2 separate regions of the Mus musculus genome follow, and region 1 is linked to region 2. A link is a contact called in public Hi-C data. All regions are on one chromosome and are shown on one strand. Each heading gives the region's core, a stretch centred on a gene start, on an enhancer-like site or on the middle of the called end of the contact. The rest is flanking DNA. Distances are from core to core; before and after follow the strand shown. Region 1 overlaps Bub1b (BUB1B, mitotic checkpoint serine/threonine kinase). Region 2 overlaps Fsip1 (fibrous sheath-interacting protein 1).

Region 1 (6,491 bases), core at 3,931-6,430, 430 kb before region 2:
GTTTTTCCCTGCCCGTTTCCGGGACTGAACTCAGGCTGACAGGCTGGTGGAAAAGCACCTTCATCCACTTGGCCACCTTGCTAACCCAAGAAAACAATTTAAAACTTCATTAATATCTCAGCAAAATAAAAAATATTTCCTCTTCGCACGAAATGTAAAAACCTATAAAAAGGATAGGCTGTGGTGATAAGAGTGTGAGCCTGCAGGTCGTACAGTGCAGGACTTGGTCGATGGGCATAACGGAGACAGGGTGCAGGGCAACATCCGGTAAGTCACACAGCACGTGCATTATGTCAGTGCTGTAAGTAACATGACAGTGATTTAAAGCATGGGAACGGTCTGTGCGTCATCTGCAATGACTGTCAGTTACAGAAAAGACTAGAGGGCCTTCGGTGTGGGTGTCCCGCACAGGGAGGGGAGCTTCAAGTGCAGTCACCTGCAGCTACCAAGAGACAACTGCACTAAAGGAAAAGAGCAGCAGCAGCGGTGGCTGGAGGAGGAATAAAAAGATTTTGCGTTTTCTTTTGCTTGTCTGTGGGTGGGTAAGGACATCCAATTCAGGTTCCCTCAGAATTCAGGCCTCAGATCGCCGGGAGCTGCAGTCACAGGTGGTTGTGAGCCACCCACTATTGGTGTGATGACTCAGTGGGCAAAGGTGTTTTTCACCAGCCCATATGATGGGAGAGAACTAAGAACCACAAACTGTCCTCTGATCTATACACACAAACACAAATAAATCCTAAACAAAGAAATAATTGTACAGGAAAATGAATGCACTAATATGAGAAATTACAAATTGAGAAAGCAGAAAATTGAAAGAAACATCTTTTCCTCATAGAAAATGTCACGCCTGAAAGGACCCCAGACTGAGATGTGTACTGACGTGTGCCTAGCACTTGGATGATAACAGACTTACATCACAGTGTGGGACTCTTACACCACAACAAGACTTCCAGGATCTAAAGATAAGGGGAGATTTCACACAAAGCCACTAGAATTATAATGACAGCTGGCCCTGGTGACACATGCCTGTAATCCAATTATGCAGGAGGCAGAGACAGGAGGATTACTGGTTTGAAGCCAACCAGGCCTACATAATGACCTTTATCTTACACCACCAAGATGACGGACGCTCACCAGAGTAAACTTCTGTTCGCACAAAAGCCCCACTGCACTTGTAGAGCCTGACTGCACAGTGGCTGACTCCTGACCCCCTTTCCTTCGTCCCTTCGTACACTAGCCAAAAGCTAAAGACTATGAGGCTGGACCCCAACCAGCCGAGAAAAGACACAGTCACCACATCGCCACTAACGCCCAGAGAGCATCTGTGACGGGGTGTGCGTGCTTTGGGGTCGAGCAGCACATCCTCTTGCAAACAAAATTGCTCTGCTGAGCTTAAAAACAAAAACAAAAACCAAACAAACATCAGGATGGCAAAGACTTCAAAGGCAAGGTGAGGAGCTGAGGACACGCCTCGGTGGTGCTGCGTTTGCCTAAGTAATGTCTATATTCAGGTTCTAAAACTGTGCGGGAAAATACACCAAGAAACCAGTCAACCAGATAACAGTAAGAAAACAAACAAAACCAAGCACAGTTATAAAATAAGGCTTTAGAATTCTAAAAAAAAAATAAAGAATTCTGTATCCAGTCATGCTACCGATAATGAAAAGACAGAGAATAAGGAATTTTCAGACCCAGAGGGTTTAAAGACCCTTTGCTTTCAGTTCCTCAGAAAGGCACTAAAGGGTGTACTTTTCCAAAATAAGAGGAATTAAACCAAGGAAGAAACGGGAGGGAAAGGGTGTCCAGGTTCCAATATAAGAAAAACAAACTGAGGTTTCCCCACAGTGATGGAGAACTGAGATTTCAAGGTATATGTGTGAAGGCTAGAATACAACCTGTCCCGAGAGGAGCAGTCCACACACTCCAGGGCCTGTTTCCTCAGAAAGAGAAAGCCGGAAGGATACCTCGTAAGCTTAGACATGAGAGCGCATGTGCACAGCCACCCCTCAGTTTTTAGCTTTGATCTTGCCCTAGAACGGTGACTGACTTTTTGGCGTCCTAGGTTTTACAGTACTACAAGGACACACTATCTCTTCTTTGCTGACTTACAAGGTGATGAGATCACAAAGGGCCCACCTCACCTTTATCATGGTTAGCTCTGCAGAGCTTCTTGGTGCCACCCAGAATAACCTGTAATCGTCACATGTTAGGTGCTCTTGCTTGATGACGTAATCCTCAGGACCTGTTGAGAAGGTTTGGTTCCATTTTAAAGTCACTGTGAATATATGTAGGTCCTTACACTTTACCTCCTGGCTTAAGTGTGAGAAGTGCTAGTGTTTTTGCCATTAAGTGGCATCTAAAATACTCTTCAAAGTTATTTATATAAAAATCCAAAGGAGCCCCAGGCAGATGGCAGTTAAGAGGACTTAGCAGTCTTGTAGAGGACTCAGGGTTAATTCCCAGCACCCACATGCCGCCTCACAACCATCTGTAAACGCAGTAAAGGGATGCAACAGGCATTACATACATGCAGGCAAAACAGTAAGTAAAATACATAAATCTAAGAAAAATACTAAAAGAGGCAAAAAAAAAAAAGAAGAAGTAGTATTGTTCCTGTGGCATGAATTATCAATGTGTTAACCTCTCTAATGCTATCTACTACAACCTAGGAGCACTTAGTGTTCAAGGGCCTGTGGCATTCAAATCACTTATGTGTATGTGCAAAAGGACAAGGACTCACACACACTACTTACCTAACTCAATCTCCTTCCCTATTTCCAGCACAGGCATCGGTCGGTCTTCCACAGAAAACTCCGCAAAAGCACTTAATTCTAGTAGGGATTTTAACAGTTGTAGGCGATACTGTGAACACCAGGGTGACTGAATAGCATCTTCTGTGGAGAAAAGAAGTTGAAAATATATATAAATTAATGTTTAAAACACAGTAGTAAAGGGCTGGACAGATAGTTAAGAGCACTTCTTCATCTTCCAGAGGAGCTGAGTTTGGCTTATGTCTCAGAGCTCACAACTGCCTATAACCCCAGCTCTAGGAGATCTGATGCCCTTTATAGCCTTTGTATGATCTGTCTGTCTGTCTCTGCCTCTCTCACAACACACACATACACACACACACACACACACACACACACACACACACACACACACACACACACACACACACACACACGGAGAGAAAGGGGGCGAGGGCCAGGCAGTAGTGGCACATATCTTTAACCCCAGCACTTGGGAGGCAGAGGCAGGCGGATTTCTGAGTTCGAGGCCAGCCTGGTCTATAAGTGAGTTCCAGGACAGCCAGGGCTACACAGAGAAACCCTGTCTCAGAAAAACAATACAAAACAAAACAAAAAAAAACAGGTGAGGGGGGAGGGAACTCCAACATTACAAAATCAACACTGCTAACCTGACCACATTCATTTGCTTTGGGCATATGAAATACGTTGAATTAGTGCTGGTTTATTTGGGAAATAGTACAACTGGGGCAGGGTCAGCCTGCGGAGGGACTAAACGGCCACTGAGCAGACTCGGAAGCTTGCTGTTGGCTGGAACACTCTACCTGCCCCGTCATTAGTCAGCTCCAGCTTTTCCAGAAGCTGAAAGCCTTTGATGGAGGATGTACTGGGAGCTGAGGAAGAAGACCTGGAGAAGCCAGATGAGTGGGTGGCCTCACGGCTCTCTTCAATAATTGGGCTGCAAGAAACAAGAGTGAAGCCATCCTCAGGACAGTATACTCCAACTTCTGTCAGAACTTTATATATCCTCTTAATAAAGATCTATTTGCTTTTACATGTGTTTTGCCTGCATGCATGTTAGTACCCCAGTGTAGGGATAGCACCCAGAGCCAGAAGATGATGTCAAATCCCTGGAAATAGAGTTCAGAGGGTTGGGAGGTACCACTGTAGGTGCTAAGAACTGAGCCCGGGACCTCCACCAGAGCAGCCAATGCTTTTAGCCACTAGCTATCTGTTTAGAGTCCAACTTTATACATTTTTAAATTATAAATTTTATACTGAACTCATCTTGTAATAGAATTTATTTTTATTGGTCTCATTTTTTCCCAAATAAGAAACAGATTAAACCTGTTTTAGATTTAGTTACTCTATGTATGTAAGCATTCTGCTCACAACTTTGTGCACCATGCATGTGTCTGTACATGTGGAGGTCAGAAAGGCCAATGGATACCCTAGAACACAGAGTTGAGAGTTATCACGTGGGTGTTGGAAATCAAACCCAGGTCCTCTACAAGAAAGTGCCCTTACCTGCTGAGCCATTTCCTTCGTTACCTGAGTCTCATAACCAGCACAATTTACTTCTTCTAATCCTCAAATCCAAACCAATCAGTAACCTTCACCGACTGTGTCCCCGGGTCAGACTTACTCCCTGATTGAGCATCTGATGGACAGTAAGAGCCGATACCTGGCCACTGCAATTGACAAGCACACAGACCAAGAGAGAAACACTCCAGTCACCTCAGTTTCTTTATGATGAGGGCCTGGTGATGAACAGTGTGATGAGCCTCGGCGGCCTTCCCATCCAGATCCTCTTCCTGCAACAGTCCCTCGGGATCAGCAGCGATGCCCTTCGAGGACAGTATCTCATGGAAAGGAGTAGATGCCAAACGAGCTGCTCTAGCAAAGTCACAAGTGTCCTCAGGGTTGGGACAGAGAGTGACGTTCCTGAAACCAGTGATGATGGCGTCTTCACTCAGAGGCTCAAGTTCTGTGAGTTCATCCTAAAGTAGCCAAACACACTTTAGCTGCAACAGTTCAACAAACGCGGTACAACACACACATATGCACGCACGCACACATTTTTTTTTTAAACTTAAGACATCAGATCATTGACATGAGATTTAGAAATAACAAACCAGGACCTCAAGTTGAAGACAATTTAAAAAGCACAGGACAGAATTGAGGAAAATGATTTTGTTAACAAAGAAAACTATACTTCATCAAAAAATATACTGGAGGGGGTGTGTGGCTCAACACATAGAAAGGCAGCTTACTGTCCTCTTCCAGACAATTTCAAGCCTTCACTGAGGAGCTGAACCCAGAACCTCCCTGAAGGCCCATCCTCCCTGGCTAGGCCGTCCACCGCACACTGGGCGGTATTCTCCAGAACACAACATGTACTGCTTGCTCTCTTCAATCGCTGTGCTCTCCATAGCAACCGGGGAACTGGCGGAATCAGAATAACTTTCCCAAATTATTTAAAACAAAGGGGAACATAATGTGTGGATTCCTTCTCTGGAAATTCAAATCTCATAAAACTGGAGTAGAGCCTGTGTGTCTTCCTTCAGTCATAAAAGTCTCCTAGGCTCTTCTGAGTCATTAGAAATTCTACATTTTTGGATATAAAATAGCATTGCCATTCACATCTGTCTAGCTATAAAATCCTGTGTACTTTATCAGAAAATATTTATCAAGAAGGTAAATAAAAAGAGAACTCTATTAACAAGTCACTGTCTTCAGCGACTTAGCTCTTTTCCTTGGTTGTGGAGGAAGAAATGCAGTTGTTGTAGCTTCTCATACCCCCACCAGCCACCCCCCTTCACCCTCCAGCAATGCCTGGGGCTCGTCTGCACAGACTTTTCCTTCCCAAAGTATCAGTAAAGCACCACCATGCCACACAGTGCCTTGGGTCTTTTTACCGTATTTGAATGCCTATATCCTGTCTTTCTACCCTGGGTGTTACTAAATCTCTACTGGTAAAGAACATGAGGGGCGTGAGCCAGCTCAGTGAGTAAAGCCACTCACAGCTGCCCTCATACACACGCAAGCACACCCCACACATAAACACAAAACATGAAAAATTAAAAAAAAAAAAAAAAGAACAGAAAGAAAAAATGGTCTATATCCATTGCTACCCAGGCATTTTACATGTATGTCGGGAAAAAAATAATTGCAAGTATGAAAAGACTGTCAAATTAGTGACACCCCCCCTCCCCCGCCCTTTAAGACTTTTAGATATGGGAGGCTGGAGAGATGGCTCAGTGGTTAAGGATACTGGCTGCTCTTCTAGAGGTCCTGAGTTCAATTCCCAGCAACCACATGGTGGCTCACAACCATCTGTAATGGGATCAGAGGCCCTCTTCTGGTGTGTCTGAAGACAGCTACAGAGTACTCATATGCATAAAATAAATAAACAATTCTTAAAAAAAAAGACTGAGATATAATTCATCACTTCACAGTGTGGTGTGCACCTCAGGGTTCTAGTGTGTTCACGCCAGTGTGCTCTTTTGGTAGAAAGCAAGCAAGCACAATGCACTCCAGCGCCTTGCGGTCGTCCTCTCCGTAATTCCCAACTGCACTGCTTTATTATGGACACTTCGTGCAAATGGAAAAATATTTCCTGTAAGTTTCTTTCTATCACACCAGACCCACACATTTCACTTTATCTTTCTGAGAGGAGAAAATGATATTACCTGTAGCAGGCAAGGAGAGCACGGGAGTCACTTCCAAAGCAGTACT
Region 2 (6,640 bases), core at 2,977-5,476:
CAGACACACACGCCCTTTACTCTTTGCTTTCCTCTATTCCTCTTTACTTCCTTCTGCTTTTTCCATTTTTCTTTGAAATTTAGGAAAGCCTAGGTCATATTGTTGCATGTATTTTATAGCGCTGTTCTTTCATTTAATACTACACCGTGGAGGGGGACAGAGAGATCGCCAGTGGTTAAGAGTATCTGCTTGCAGAGGACCCAAGCTGGGTTCCAAGCACTCAATGCAGGCAGCTCATAACCACACGTGACTCCAGTTACAAGCATCTAACACCCCTGGCCTTTGAGACCTGCAGTCAAGTACACACTTCCGTGCACACACACATTAGGAAAATAATAAACATACAATATTTACAATATAGACAGTGGGCTACTTGATACTATGTTACTATGTGACCACTGAGTGATTCCACTCTTGATTCATTTCCTATAATGTTTAATGTTTTTGTTGTTATAAATTATGATAGCACGAGCACATAGTTGTAATTATTTTCTTATGTGTTATTATTATTATTATAGTTATAGTTATTGGTGCTAGAGATCAACCCTATGTCTACCACTGAGCTATAGTTTGGTTGTAGTTTTTTGACTCAGGGTCTCACTGTGTAGCTCAGATGGCTTAAAGCGAGGCTGTTCCTGCCTCAGCCTTCCAAGTGCTACAATCACAGCCTTCAGCTACCATGCCGGCAGGATGTGTCTTTAGTGGAATTGCTTTGAGTAGATATGTAAAGAATTGGCAATGTGGTAGCAAGTCAACCTCCAGGGCTTGTGGGTTTGATCTGCCCTCTCTCTATCAGTGTTTAGAGGGGCACCCATGCCTGCCTGAGGCCATACCATAGTTTGCAACCACGCCCATACCTGTGCCCTTGCCCACACTCACGCTCACACCTGCGTGCCAGAATCCATGACACCTACACCCACCCCTACACCTGCACCTATGCCTGCACCCGTGCCTGCCCCAGTGCTTGCACTGACGCCCACGCCTGCGCACATGCCTGCACCCACACCTGCACCCAGGCCCACGCCTGCGCACATGCCTGCATTGGATTCTTTTTATTTTTGCCACTCGGAGAGTTTTAAGATGATGTCATGCCAGCCGGGCGGTGGTGGTACACGTCTTTAATCCTAGCACTTGGGAAACAGAGGCAGGCAGATTTCTGAGTTCAAGGCCAGCCTTGCCTACAGAGTGAGTTCAGGATAGCCAGGGCTACACAGAGAAACCCTGTCTTGAAAAACCAAAAAAAAAAAAGATGATGTCATGCCTTAATTTACATTTTTGGACTCTAGAGAATTTGGATGTGTTTCCAAAAATTTATGAGTAGTTTGTATCTTGGAACATTTATTTATCAAGGTGTTCTTTCTTTCAAAAAGCTGTCTTTCTGTGCATAGAACATATACTTGCTGTCGTAAATGTGCCACATTTAACCTTTAACAAGATGTTAATTCTGGTTATTATTTTCTGATGCTAAAGTTTTTTGAGGTGTTGCCTTCTGCCTTATTTCCACAATCATCTGTGAGAAACGTATTTGGCTGTTGCGACTTGCTTTGCGGTTTTTTGAAGTGATCTTTCCAAAGTATTTATTTTCTTTTATGTGTGAGCTCTGTGCCACCTCTAGACTGTGTTTTGAATAATGACTCCCCCCACCCCACCCCTCCAGCTAATTACCTTCCGGCTAAAGTACTTGGCTTTAGCTTTGAAGGTTGCAGCTAATCTCCTCTTTGCTGCATTCCTAGAATCGAAGGTTGAGATAAGCAACAGCAAGAAGTGACAGAAAAAGCTCTCCTTTTTTTTTAATTGATTGCGTCAGCTTTTAGTGTTCACATCTAATTGAGAAGCAGCAGTTGCGCCACTTGTATTGCTGTTTCTTGAATCTTTACATCTTCTAAAATTGTACATGACACAGCATGACCTAAGCTCATCCTTCAAATCATGGCCTTGCCCAGCTGCTCAGGCAGAGGTCAGTCACCCGCCTGCGGAGGCCGAGGCACCTCTGAGCACAGGAGTTTCCTTGTGGAAGGGGCACCCACTGTCATGAAAATAACGTGGAAATACTAACTTTAACCAGGAAGGCTGATACAGTCAAGGGCCAGTGAGATGGTCATTGAGTAAGGCATTGTTTTGTAAGCCTGCTGACCTAAATTCAGTTCCAGGAGCCCACAATGGAAGGAGAGAACTGACTCCAAAGTTGCTCTTTGACCTTCACACATATGCTGTGGTTTGTGAATACCTGAACATGCATGTGCATGCACACACACACACACACACACACACACACACACACACACACTAATAATATTAACAACAATAATAATATATCTAAAAGGTAATAAAATAAAATCTGCACAAGACAGAAACATGTCACTAGTGGGTTTATAAACAGCAGTGAAAGATTTTTGAAGGATTAATTATGGAAGATCCTAGGCAAGAAAGAAAACATAGCAGGTAGAGGTTGCGGTGCCCTTCTAAGGGGAGTGGGGGTACACAGCAGGGGAGGAGCAGTTGGGTACCAGGTGCCACATGTCTGGAGCTTGGCAGCTGCAGCAGGCAGCAGGCATCCAGTTGGTGCTCCTGGTCAGGGTACTACCCCAGAAGGCCAGTGAGGGCCTGCATAAATGGCATGACTACCACCCACCCCTCAGGAAAGCAGGTTAGAACACGGACACAGGAGAGGCTAGAGAGACAGAGCCTACACTGAAGTAAGGTGGAGATCTACCAGACTCAAGTGTATGCCCTTCTAGGGCAGCTGGGAAGATGTACATCTCACGGACAGTGGGTTTTATCTCACTATAAAATGTTGGGCAAGAGGGCTGGAAAGAGTTGTTGGAGAGGTTGTACCCTCTACCTCCTCACGTTAGTTATGTCTTCAGCTTCTCATTGGTTCACTTAGGTCTTTACAACAGGATGTGTGATCAAATGCAGGAACTCCCCACAATTCCTGAAGTTTGACACTTGATTTCTGTATTCTTAACCACCCCAGGTTGAGGAATGTCCAATGATAACCCCCAGTAAACGGAATGAGCGGATTACGTGGAGATGGCTACTTGCTAAAATCCTTGAGCCAGAGTGAAACAAATTACGCAGTTTGTAAAGTGTAACTATTCTTTTTATTTTTATAATACATCATGGTTCTCAAAATGTGCATCCTCCTGTGATTTGAAATGTAATTGATTTGGCAAATACTTATTGTATATCTCACTGACACAGTGTGCTGATCTGCTATGTGTACACAAGTAAGACGATTAAATGGAGCTAATGAGCCCAGCCACCACCTGGCTTTATTGTCTCTCTGCACGCGGTAAGAATGTTTCCAATTTTTCCTTATGATTCCTGCAGTTGATATGATCTTCATGCCAACCTCACAGATAGGTGGCACAGCCATTATTACTTATGTTATTCAGATTACAATTCCAAGTCCCTAGGGACTTAGAGGACTCACTCATCCCCCACCTTCCCCCTTCCCTCCTTTCCAGGAGAGTGCGGTTAACATGGCTATTTTATGCCTCCTTTAACATGATTTTATTTGAGTCTATCCAAGCAAAGTGCCTCTCTTTGTTGCCTCTATCATTTCATTCCAGGCTGCTCACCCCTGGTATTCAAATATTTGAAAGGTGACTAGATCCATTCCTGAGAAGGGTAACTGTGTGACAACCATGCGGCTGCAGCGTGAACAGGTGGTTAGGACACTTAATTCTTACTCTGGCAGATGTTTTGGGAAAAATTAGGTGTAGGGCTAGGCCAACCACCATGCTCTCAGCTTGATCCTTCCCCGGAGGCTTATTGTAGTATTTCAGCTCAGCGGGTTAAGTGGGCCGAAGCATCTTTGAGTGAGCCTGTGGTCATGGAGTGTGCCTCATTCATCAAATGCATCTGCAAGGGCCCAAACACAGCCTTTCTCACATCATCTTTACACTTTCTGTGGCTTGTATACTAGACTGTTCGGGAGCTACCAGACCAGAAAATCCAGCCAGCAAGAAAGCTGGAAGTCGCACAGCCCAAAGGTTTATTAAGTGGCGTGAAGTGCTATTGTTTTGTGCAAGTGTTAAATCACTGCTGTCAGCGCGGGACTGTTAAAAAAAAATTCCCGGCTAGTAATAACGCGAAGGGCACTTTATGGCTTCAAAAGGAGATAAAAGAAAGCTCTTAGTCAGCACTCGGATGGCACCACAGCACACACCAGCCTCCGTTTGGCTTTCTGAGGACTTTACTCTTGGCAGATGCTCTTGCTTCTGGCAGCAGACTCTAATTATCATATAAATTAAGCTGGGAACGAACGGATCGAGGCACACAGCCTGGCCCTAGCTGCTTGGACCCTGGTTTCCAGGGCTATAATGCCAGCAGGCATAATGGGTAATGCTGGCCAGGGCTCTGGAGGACAGGGCTCCACTCCCCTTCCTCCCCTGTGAGATCCACTGCAGGAATCCCAAGTGGCTGAGACACCGGGGCCCTTCTTTTCTTCTCCCCAGCTTCCCGTGGGCTGTCTCTCCAACAGCATTCCACAAATTAGTCTAATCCACCTGCTCGCATTCGGAGGCACTAATTATGTTTTGGCGCACATTCTTACACACTAAATTCCAAATGTCTTCTTCACTTTAATTTCTTGTAACTAGTCCTGAAATCGAGGGTTAGTACTGCCATGGGGTAGCAGGCTTTGTTGTGTTGTGTGAGGGGTTAAGCTCTTCATTTAAAAGCCAAAGTTGAAGACATGGATGCTTTTTTTTCTCTTTTCTTTCTGTATTTTCTTTAACCAAGAGTGTAATTCAGAACTCAGTAATGACTTCTTTACATCCGTAAAATGATGCTAAACACTCAGGTAGCTTGGGGACAGGAGTCGATGAGCCCAGTGTGTAGGAATATAATTGTGATACTCTCAGCTGAGTAGTGATGTCTGTTGCTAAACATTTCCCACTCGAGGTATTTTGCTTGGAGTTTAAATAGGTCTTGGTGTGGGTAACTTAGGGTTAATGTGAAGTGAATACTGAAGACCACAGGGTTGGCAGCACAGATGGTACTCAGACATAAGTGTTTTCTCCTTGTGGGAAAAGGTGGGGGTGGGGCTTCTTCACTTCATTCTGTTTATTGACTGCAGGCTTCCCTTGCCCATTAGCTCATACACTTCTCCAGCTCCTGGTCAAATTATCATCCCTCATAGATTTTATATATATATATATATATATATATATATATATATATATATATAACTTTAAAATTAGAATTTATGGAAATTGATCATAATTTATATGTAAAAATAATCACTTGGGAACATTTTGTATGCATTTACATTTTGCTGAGTATAAAGCAAGATGTTTCTTCCACTCTGACAAAGGAAGCTGTTCCACTGTAAAAGAACTCATCTCTTCCTGTGCTGCCTTCTCCCCTCGTCCGTCCGTCCGTCCGTCCCTCCCTCCCTCCCTCCCTCCCTCCCTCCCTCCTTACCTTCCTTCCTCTGTCCCTCCTTTGTCCATCTCCGTGTTCCTGTCCTGGCTTCTTCTGTAAAAGGCTTTAAAGCTCTTAAAAGAGAGATAAAGACCATGGGCCAAGGAAGATCCCTTTGAGAACCAGCTATTTTGTCCAAAAGGAGAGGACCACAGATTGCTTCTCACAGAACAGAGCTGGGAAGTTTGCATAGGTGGAGGGACATGGTGACAGCGAGTTCTGCTCTCCTCTGTCCCCATAAAGAAGCCTGAGTGTCCATCTATCCCTTTGCCATCTCACTCTCACCTTGTCAGGTCCTTTTTCTTATTGGCTGGCAAGTTGGGAAAGGTCTTATTTGGCTAAGGTCAGAGATTGACCCTGTAGTTTAATGTCCTAAAGAAGTTTTGGCCTTGGTAGTGCCAGGTGGGACCAAGGGTCCATGACTGTGTGTGCCAGGCAAGACTCTGGTGTATGTGCACTGCCCAGAGGTGACTGGCAAAAGGCCAGAGGAGCTGAGACCTGCTGGCCTCCTGTGGTCAGTACATTCCCAGCACAGTGCTCTTGTCACACAGTCACTCTAGGCAGCTGCCATCATTTTAATGGATGTGCTTCTGCCTTTGTGGCCTCCACTTCCAGGTAGACTGGGACATTCTCTGTGTGGCTGGGATCTATGCTGACACCACATGACACCACTTCTCCACTTACCAAGGCCAGGATTTCACACCTTCCCTTTTCTCTCTCTTCTCCAAGCTGGGAAGAATACCTAGGTCCCTCCCTCTTCAGATGGACACAACAGGAGTCCACAAGAGGAGCCCAGCCCTCTGCAAACACTTGAGTTGACCCTTGCCTTCCGCACTTTAGAGAGGGAAAGGGCTGTGAGGTTTGGAGCAGGAGATGATATGAAGCAACAGACTGCCAAGGCAGAGGGCAAGCCAGAAGCAAACACATTTAAAATGCTCTTGGGACCCACCTGAGCCTGTAGTATGTTGGTAACGACTGCAAAAGAATAGACAAAAACTGCCTGTTCTGCATCCCTGCCAGCCACAAACAGAACCAACAGTTTCTGGATGAATGAAATGTCCGCTGCTCAGTCTCCGTCCAATGATGTCACTTCACTCTCGAGGACATTGATAACTATAGATGCTCTAAGATCACAGGCTGGGTTGATTTTAAAAGTCTCTGAAAACCTCAGCACTGTTTATTTAGGTTGGGCAGTAAGTGGTGTGCA

Evidence for each region. Hi-C and Micro-C count contacts between places; a contact is called where the count stands out from the background.
Region 1: a contact with region 2 is called in a Hi-C map of cortical neurons, with 2.3 times the contacts expected there. The contact joins two enhancer-like sites. A contact is called at or near these places in 1 of 15 datasets of contacts at CTCF or cohesin (large pre-B cells) and 5 of 484 Hi-C or Micro-C datasets (B cells, cortical neurons, large pre-B cells and 2 more).

What each region holds. Positions count from the first base shown.
Region 1 is chr2:118,628,165-118,634,655 of GRCm38.p6, reverse strand. It overlaps Bub1b (BUB1B, mitotic checkpoint serine/threonine kinase), which reads right to left. Exons shown (of 23, transcript NM_009773.3): 15 at 4,491-4,753; 16 at 3,578-3,711; 17 at 2,757-2,897; 18 at 2,145-2,245. Among named protein-coding and RNA genes, the nearest start is that of Pak6, 32 kb to the left of the region's middle. Within about 2 kb of position 5,180, at least 7 of the 459 cell types and tissues checked have an H3K27ac peak or open chromatin away from gene starts, as enhancers often do. A contact at or near this core is called in cortical neurons, where this site is marked.
Region 2 is chr2:118,201,512-118,208,151 of GRCm38.p6, reverse strand. The region is part of intron 10 of Fsip1 (fibrous sheath-interacting protein 1); the gene reads left to right. Among named protein-coding and RNA genes, the nearest start is that of Fsip1, 52 kb to the left of the region's middle. Within about 2 kb of position 4,226, at least 61 of the 459 cell types and tissues checked have an H3K27ac peak or open chromatin away from gene starts, as enhancers often do. A contact at or near this core is called in cortical neurons, where this site is marked.